3 separate regions of the Sus scrofa genome follow, and regions 2 and 3 are each linked to region 1. A link is a contact called in public promoter capture Hi-C data. All regions are on one chromosome and are shown on one strand. The core of a region is the stretch at or near the end of the contact, and the rest is flanking DNA. Distances in the headings are between cores, read along the strand shown. Region 1 holds the start of SLC25A16 (graves disease carrier protein). Region 2 holds the start of VPS26A (vacuolar protein sorting-associated protein 26A). Region 3 holds the start of SUPV3L1 (ATP-dependent RNA helicase SUPV3L1, mitochondrial).

Region 1 (2,837 bases), core at 104-2,603:
CTAGTGGTTCAGGTTTATGCTGTATTTTGAGATTCTGTTCTTGTTCAGACATAGCTCTATAGAAACACTGGCTCTTGTATATTATGATCAAATTTGCACATGACTATCAAATCCATTAAAAGCTAACCTTAAAAAAAAGGGCATACCATAAAAGTGAAAAAAAAAAAAAAGAAATCTAGACCCATCATTAATGACTAAATGTGGCTAGAAACACCTTGCAGAGGCATATATGGGTGGAAAGAGAAACGGGACCAGTGCCAATAATAGTGAAGGTTGGAGTAAGTATTAATGAAAATCGTGATAATTTCTGACAGAGGATAAAAGTTCAGAACAACTGTGGTCACAAAGAATAGGGATGAATTGGAGTTCCCGTCGCGGCGCAGTGGTTAACAAATCCGACTAGGAACCATGAGGTTGTGGGTTCGGTCCCTGCCCTTGCTCAGTGGGTTAAGGATCCGGCGTTGCCGTGAGCTGTGGTGTAGGTTGCAGACGCGGCTCGGATCCCACGTTGCTGTGGCTCTGGAGTAGTCCGGTGGCTACAGCTCCGATTGACCCCTAGCCTGGGAATCTCCACATGTCGTGGAAGCGGCCCAAGAAATAGCTAAAAAAAGACAAAAAAAAAAAAAAATAGGGATGAATTTTGCTCAAGTTGGAAGTGATGAGGGATTCATAGCAATAGAATAGTGTCCATAAGGGGTGGTTAAAAAAAGTACAGTCTTGTAATACAGTAGGGCTAGTAAGAAGAAACGGAAGTTCCTGAGAGTTTAGGAGCTGGTAGTGGGTAGAGCGGTGGAATTTGAGTGCTAAGCATAAGACAGAGATTCAGAACCTCCTGGCAAGTCAGAAGTATTTGTGTAATTCACAGAGCCCCAAAGAAAGAAGAACTTGCTTCAGCAACTATTTCTTTGGCAGAGGTGATGGGGTGGAATTGAAGCTTCCTGGTGAACCGTTAGGGAGGCAGAAACAGGCTCAGCGAGAAGCTCAGAGAAGGCAGAGGTGATTTGGTGGGAGAGACTACAATTTCAGAGGTTCCTGGAAAGAGTGAGCAAAGGCTGGAATTTTTTGTTGTTGTTGTCTTTTTGCCTTTTCTAGGGCCACTCCCGCTGCACATGGAGGCTCCCAGGCTAGGGGTCTAATAGGAGCTGTTGCTGCCAGCCTACACCAGAGCCACAGCAACGCCAGATCCGAGCTGCGTCTGCGACCTGCACCAGAGCTCATGGCAACGCTGGATCCTTAACCCACTGCGCAAGGCCAGGGATGGAACCCGCAACCTCATGATTCCTAGTCGGATTCTTTAACCACTGAGCCACGAAGGGAACTCCTGGGGCTCATTTTTAGGAAGGTCATAAGCAGCCCGCTGGACGGTTCCAGGTCAGTGGTCAATACAGGTCAACGGACGGTGGAGGACTTTCTGAGGTGGCGGGTTTTGGAAGGACCTTCTTGCTGGCCATGTTTCCCTTCCTCCGTCCGTAACAGAAGAGGCCTGAAGAGTGACTCCAGCCAGAAGCAGGGATTTTGGGTGAGGCCGGGGCGTGGGGACACGTCCAACGTGGGGGTGGGGGGAGGTGACGCCCCCTTCGGGCCTTGATCCAGGCCCCGCCTCTGGCGTACGCCATCAGCCCGCGCCGCGCTGCACCGCCGGCGGTATTCCGTCCCGCCCGCACGGCGGCGGGGTGCCCTGTCACCGCCTGCTCTGGGCATGGCTAGGGCTCTTGGACTGTGAGTTGGCGACCAAAGCTCCTGCGCGGCCCTGATCCTGATGGCGGCGGCGGCGGCCCTGGCAGCGGCCGAGCCACCTCCTGCGATGCCGCAGGCAGCAGGAACCGGAGGACCCGCCGCTCGCCGAGACTTCTACTGGTTGCGTTCCTTCCTGGCTGGAGGTGGGTGTCCGTCGGGAGGACCTGGTCGTACCCCGAGCTTTAGGGGCAGGATCCGGGGCAGGTTGGGTGCTTGCGGCCGCGATGACATTCTCGGACTTGGGCTGTTTCAATGCCCTGCCAGGTGTTTGCCGGGACCTGCTATAACCTCTTTCTATAATCAATTGAGTAATCTCATCAGGGTCCTGCAGAGGAAGGGCCTTGAGCTGTCGCGAAGCGGTAGGGGACCTGGAAGGGCTGAACCGGGCACCCATTCTTCAGGGTTGGATAGCCGGGAAAATAGAGGACTCCCTTCAAAGACTCCAGGGTTTCAGTGAAACATGCTGGGAGCTCCTTTCTTGTATAAAGACCATGAACGACTGGTGTAGAATTGGATTTTGCTGTTTGCTTAAAAGAAAACAAATATTGGAGGACAGCTTATTTTTTTTATATAATGATTTTTATTTTTTTCCATTATAGCTGGTTTACAGTGTTCTGTCAGTTTTCTACTATACACCATGGTGACCCAGTTATACATACATGTATACATTCTTTTTTCTCACATTATCATGCTCCATCATAAGTGACTAGACATAGTTCCCAGTGCTACACAGCAGGATCTCATTGCTAATCCATTCCAAAGGCAATAGTCTGCATCTATTAACCCTAAGCTCCCAATCCATCTCACTCCCTCCCTCCTCCTTGGCAACCACAAGTCTATTCTCCAAGTCCATGATTTTTTTTTTTTTCCTGTGGAAAGATTCATTTGTGCCATATATTATATTCAAGATATAAGTGATATCATATGGTATTTGTCTTTGTCTTTCTGACTTCACTCAGTATGAGTCTAGTTCCATCCATGTTGCTGCAAATGGCATATTTTATGTCAGAGTAGTATGAGGACAGCTTATTAAAAATGACTAGGAAATTGTGCAAAACTGTCTACAACCAAAACTGCTTCCGGTGATTCTAGCAAACTGT
Region 2 (2,948 bases), core at 343-2,842, 560 kb before region 1:
TTTGACGAGTAACTTGACAATAAAAATTGCTCTTGAACATAATTTAAAAGTTTATTAAAAGTAATAATTTTAAATGTAAACAAAAAATAGCCTTTTAAGTTTTCTTTGCAAATTATATTCAATTAAAGAAGCCTTCTCTAACTCCCTGACTAGGCACAGCCCTACCGTACTCCTTTTTAACACATGTTAAACAAATGATTACACAAATAAATGTTTATCTCCCTCTGGACTGCAAGCTACAAGAGAGCAAGGGCTGTTTCAATCTTGCTCAGCGGCCCCGGGAGAACCTCAGTAATTATTTGTTCAATGAAAGAAAAAACGGCTGCAAGTTTAAGAAAGAACATGCCTGTCCTCACTTTCTTTTTTTAATTAAAACAACTCGATTTCTGACTCAAAGTTATTTATTCAAAGTAACTTAAAAAATTAATAAATCAATAGAAACAACAACAACAACAAAAGACAAAAAAAATTAATAAATCTAGCTTGGTCTTTAAGTCAAAAGTCTCAAGCAGTTTACTGAACCGGATGAGCTTTGGGAAAGCAGGTACTATTAGGGAGAGCACACAGTAGGCGCGCAACATATACTCGCCAAGTGAAACGATTTAACGAACACTACCGTAAAACGAGCCAAATGAGATCCAATCTGGAGGCGATCGCCAACACACACAATTAAACGCCATCGTGCCCATGCTTGCGCTTCCCACTAACTGCAGTGAGAGTACTCTGATTTCCCTCCCTCCTTTGCTCCCCAGGCCATTTCAACATCCCAAAGCGGTAAGTTTCCAGAAATGGCTTGAAGGAAAGGAGAGCCAAAGCTCAAAGCAGCGAGCACGAAACTAGAGTCTTTGGGATTAAAAGCGTCCTTCCCTTCAATATCCTTTTCTTTTTCTCTCCCGTTCTACAAGTGTCAACATCGAGGCTGAAGTGGGGTCAGGAAATCGCCTCATATCACCATACGCAAGTTAAAAAAAAAAAAAATCACGGAGTTTATCAAGCTCATGACACATTGGACCAGAGCGACCAAGTCCCCCCCGACTGTGGAACCGAGGGGCTCTTGGATCACTCCATCTGAAAGGAAGCGGGGCTGCCCAGGAGAAGCAGAGGGACTGGCTACCTTGGAAGGGGAGGCGGCAGAGGGCCCCCGCAGAGGCGGGGTGCGAGTACCCAGCCAAGGCCCCCACAGCCGGTCAAGGAACGCGGGCACAGGCTCCGACATGGCCAAGAGAACGCGGCGCCACCCGCAGGTGCTCGGGCCTCGCCGAGACCGGGAAGAAGCGGCGCAGCCCGCTCTTCCCCGACCTGCGGCGGCCAGACAGGCCTAACCCGGTTCCCCGCCCTGCCCGCCTGCCCCTTCCTGCTCCCCGCAGCCCTCCCGCGATACTGGGCCAGCCGTTGGCCGGCCCGCCGCGCGCTCTGGGGCGAGGGCTGGAGGCGAGCGCGCTATACGCCGCGCACTCACCATTGTCAGCGCCGCTGCCGCCGCGTCCCCCCACTTCACTCTTCTTTTCTCAGGAGAACTCCCAGCCCGGGTTCCCTCCGCCCCGGCGCCCCGTCACGTGATCTCGGGCCGCGGCTGCACGTGACCCCCCCTCTCTGCCTCCCCTCCCCCAGCACAGGCCGCCTCCCGCCTCTCGCCCCGCCCTACTGGCCGGCCTGGCCCTCCGAGGCGGGGCGGTTTGGAGGCGCGGCCTCGTGCTCCACCCCACGGCGGAGGGGCGGAGTCATTGAGACAGCGTCAAGTGGGAGGGTCCAGGGCGGACATCGGCTTCCCTGGGGCTCAGCGCTTTGTTGTTCCTCCAGGGTTTGCTTCCCATACTACCGTCTTCTCTGAGGAAGTTTGAGCAGCTGGGAAAGAAGGAAGGATCAAGAAAAGGTTGGTGCGGGAGACACTCTCTGCGGGTGGGTTACTGGGCCGCGGAGTTGAATGGGAGTTGTTTCCCCGAGGTTCTGCTAGGTTAGGCTTCGAAAAGAGATGTGCTCTTTCAATCCGGGGATGAGGCATTCTTCCACTTTCTCGAACTCTACCTAGCTTCCTTCCTTTCCCTCAAAGAGCTTCTGGGTTTTGAGAACTAGGCTTTATCACCTCTGAAGAGACAAAAAAAATAGAAGTTACTACATCCATTGTTTCACGGATAACTCATGAACTATCCACGCCGAGGTGTGGAGGGCTCACAGATCATTTGTACCACCCTGCCTTTCCGTGAGGAAAGCTGTTCTAAAAAGTCCAGTGTGGAGTTACCTGATGGCTCAGTGGGTTAAGCAACAGGCGTGGTCGCTGCTATGGCACGGGTTCGATCCCTGGCCCGGGAATTTTTGCATCACTCGCTATCAAAAAAAAAAAAAAAAAGTCGGATGTTACTGCTCAGAAATACTCAGGCTTTAACCGCATCTAGATCACTGTTGTGTAAGCCTAGACCTGCCCCTGAGTGGAATTCTGTAGCATTTCAGATTTAGTGTTGAAGTACCATAGTGCACTCTATACAGAACCAAAGCAGGAAAAAAAAAAAAATGACAGTCCGAAGGCAGATTATCTCATCATAACAAAACACTGTCAAGTTTATGAGGCAGGGCCATAAAGTAAGTCTCAAATTTAAGAGGTTTGGAATATGTCTTGGTGTATATCGGTAACCACAACAGAATTAAACTAGAAGTGACAAAAAGATAGCCAGAAAATCCACAAATACTTGGAAGCTAAGCTACAGAGTTCTGTAGTTCTATGTCAAAGAAGACATCTCAATAGGAATTTTAAAATAGTTTAAAAGATATTGAAAAGACAACAGAATTTATGGGATACATTGAAATATTGTTTAGAGGGCAATCTGTAGCTCTAAATGCATGCATTTGAAAAGAGGAAAGTTTTATTTATTTATTTATTTTGTCTTTTTGCCTTTTCTAAGGCTGCTCCCGAGGCATATGGAGATTCCCAGGCTAGGGGTCACATCGGAGCT
Region 3 (2,898 bases), core at 92-2,591, 590 kb before region 1:
GAAGATTAAATGTCACATGCTTAAAACAGTATTTATCTCTAGCAAACGCTCCCTATTAGTCACTGCTATTTTAAAAGAAGAAGAAAGAATCACAGAGGTATTCTAGGCCTAAAGGGTAGCATATACTAAAGGCCCTGAAGCACAAGCTCACATCTCACCAATGTCGCTGAAACAAGGAGAGTGCTGTGCAATGAAGCCTCTCCAAGAGGTACTCAGGCTAGACCAGGCAGGGCCTTCCAGGCATATTAGAGATTGAAGCCCCCTTTCAACTGGGGACAATGGAAAAACACTAAACAATTTTTTGCAGGGGAGCAAAAGGATTAGGTCTTGCCACTTGCTGATGCCAAATGATTCCTTTCTCTCTGGGGCCCACAATGATCAGAGTACCTACCACCTTTGGGAAGCACACCCTTGTCATGCTTTAGTTTGTAATACAGTTGGTCATCTGTATGTGCTTCCTTCCTTCCCATGAGAATATAAGGTTCTGGAGTGGAAGAGATCTGGATATGAATCTGGTTCCTCTTGACAGCCACTATACAGCCTAACACTGCGTCTAGTTTGTGTAGGTGCCCAGTCAGTGACAAATAATCCTGAGCAAAGTTCTCCTCTGGCTTTTCACTGCCTCACTCCCTTGTCCTTTCTCGGGGCAATAGTTTTGAACCACCGGGGAGGAGAGAGAGGATGCTAGAAAATTAGTGGTCCACCTAACGACTCAAAAAACGTGAACTGCCCCATCACAAGAGGATGGGACAATGTAACCATTCAGAGAACAGCGAGAAGAACAAGGCCAGTTTCTGGCGCAGCACACTAAAGAATCAATGAGACACAGTCCCAAGCCTTGAACGGCTCCCAAACCAACAAGGGAGATGGACATTGACAAGCACAGTGACAACGCTCAAGGGGACCGCAAGTCTCCAGGGGAAGGAAGGACAGCTTCCTCAGCCCTACAAACACCAGCCTGGCCGCCTTCTCCAGCCCGTGCACTCACTCTTGTCCAGAGGGCGAGTTAGTTCGGCCCCGACGTCGCCATCCGCGCTGGGACCCTGAGGTTTGACAGTCAGCGGCACGAACAAGGACGTGTTCGGGGCTTTGGAGCCTCCTGAGGCGGAGGAGGAGGAGGAGGCGCAGGCGACGGCAGAAACGCGCCCGAGAGCCCAGGAAAGGGCGCAGTGTGGGAGCGAAGGGCAGAGCAGACGGCTGCCCGATGGCCAGCCTGGCGCCCGGCGGGGAGCCGAGCCCACAGCAGGGCACACCGGGGTAAGGACATTGAGGCCGCAGACTGGAAAGGAGGCAGGCTGGAGTAGCCTGGGGACACGGCGGCGGACAGTGACGCACAACGCCAGTGCCTACAGCCCGCAAAGACCCAGAACAGCAAAGCTGCCCAGGAAAACGCCCGAGTGCTGAAAGGCGGTTCATAAAGGGAAAGGAAAGCTTAGAAGTGAAAAATCAGAAAAGATAACTTCTTGTAAGTTCGTGCTCTGTCTCTCTCTTTTTATTGGAAATTGGAGCCAGCTTTCTTTAAAGAAAAGAAAATAATCAGGCACCGGTTGGGGATGTCACAGTTGAGAGGCGGGGCCTGCGAGGTGCATCACGTGACGGACGCTGGCCCTATTCAGAAGCACGTGGGCAGTGCGGCAGGGCTCAGAGGGCGCACCACTTGGAGAGGCACCTATCGGTGTAGTCGGCCTTTCTCCATGGCTTTGGGACTCCAAGTTTTCAAGAGCATTTCTGGAAAGTTCTTTGGGTTATTAACTTTGGTTTCCTAATGGAATAATGTTAGAGAACAAAACGATCTGCCCATCAGGATTGTTGCTAAGGAATTTTGTTCTGCAAGTGCTTAGGTAAACCCCTTGTTATGACCTGTGTGTAAGTAATTATACTCTAATATGAGCAATTTGTGTACATCCTCCTAGCAGCTGATGTATCACAACCACATGGCAAAAATATGTCCCTTGTACCTGGACCAAAGTCTAGTTTCTTTGGCATTCGTTGGATACTGTGTCACATTAGGTCGCTACATGTTAAATTCAAAAGATGCTGTTGGATTTGGGTTTTCCATATCTCTATTATTATACTTAAAACAGTAAGGTCTTGCAAGTTAAAGGAACAATGCACGTGATGTGTGATAATGTGTCAAATAGGATTTCAGTAACAGTTTGCTATGTACCTTTGATTCACAGAATACTTTTTAAACATAAGGGATTCAAGTAGACCAGCACCTTGCCCTCAGAGTTTCTGATCTGGTCTTAGTCATAGGCACAGTACCTGTTAAGCATTGGAAATACTTATTATTCTTAGGCTAATGAGAGTTCAAAGAACTATTCGTGCTGGAACTATGGGCCAGTTGTGTCATCGTTTCTCACCTCCATACTTCTAAACTATTATTGGGTGCCTAGTACAACTGCTGTCATAGCACTGAAACTATCATAATTGTGTCTTTAGAGTAGTAGTTCTCAAACTTCAGCATGCATCAGAATCATCTAGAAAGCTGATTTTAAAACAAAACTGTTGGGAGTCCCCTGGTGGTCTAGTGATTTAGGACTCAGAGCTTTCACCACCACAGCCCAGGTTCAATCCCTGATTTGGGAACTGAGACCCCACATCAAGCCACTGAACACGACGCCCACCGCCCCAGATTGTTGTGGCCCTACTCGTGGAGTTTCTGACCCAGGAGATCTGGAGTGGGGCCCAAGACTTTGAATTTATGTTTTCAGGTGATGTTGACCCTGCTAGTCCAGGGACCACAATTTCAGAACCACTGCTATGGGTTATAGTTCCTTCATGGTAGGGCCAATAAAATACCACTAAAGAAATACTCAGGAAAACACTGAATGTATGTATAAATACAGAAATAAGTGGACAGGGAAGGGAAGTGAGAGAAATAAAGATAACCCTGGT

The links. Promoter capture Hi-C pulls out the DNA fragments that hold promoters and counts their contacts.
Region 2: a contact with region 1 is called in a promoter capture Hi-C map of liver, with 3 times the contacts expected there. The contact joins the promoter of VPS26A here to the promoter of SLC25A16 in region 1. A contact is called at or near these places in 1 of 5 promoter capture datasets (liver) and 1 of 47 Hi-C or Micro-C datasets (liver).
Region 3: a contact with region 1 is called in a promoter capture Hi-C map of liver, with 7 times the contacts expected there. The contact joins the promoter of SUPV3L1 here to the promoter of SLC25A16 in region 1. A contact is called at or near these places in 1 of 5 promoter capture datasets (liver), 1 of 47 Hi-C or Micro-C datasets (heart right ventricle) and 1 of 2 datasets of contacts at active chromatin or transcription factors (alveolar macrophages).

Annotation. Positions count from the first base shown.
Region 1 is chr14:71,649,857-71,652,693 of Sscrofa11.1, reverse strand. SLC25A16 (graves disease carrier protein) reads left to right here and starts at 1,353. Exons shown (of 9, transcript XM_021072451.1): 1 at 1,353-1,880. The coding sequence starts at 1,760.
Region 2 is chr14:72,209,130-72,212,077 of Sscrofa11.1, reverse strand. VPS26A (vacuolar protein sorting-associated protein 26A) reads right to left here and starts at 1,592. Exons shown (of 9, transcript XM_001925999.7): 1 at 1,460-1,592. The coding sequence starts at 1,462.
Region 3 is chr14:72,243,969-72,246,866 of Sscrofa11.1, reverse strand. SUPV3L1 (ATP-dependent RNA helicase SUPV3L1, mitochondrial) reads right to left here and starts at 1,341. Exons shown (of 16, transcript XM_001928898.6): 1 at 1,145-1,341; 2 at 989-1,142. The coding sequence starts at 1,267.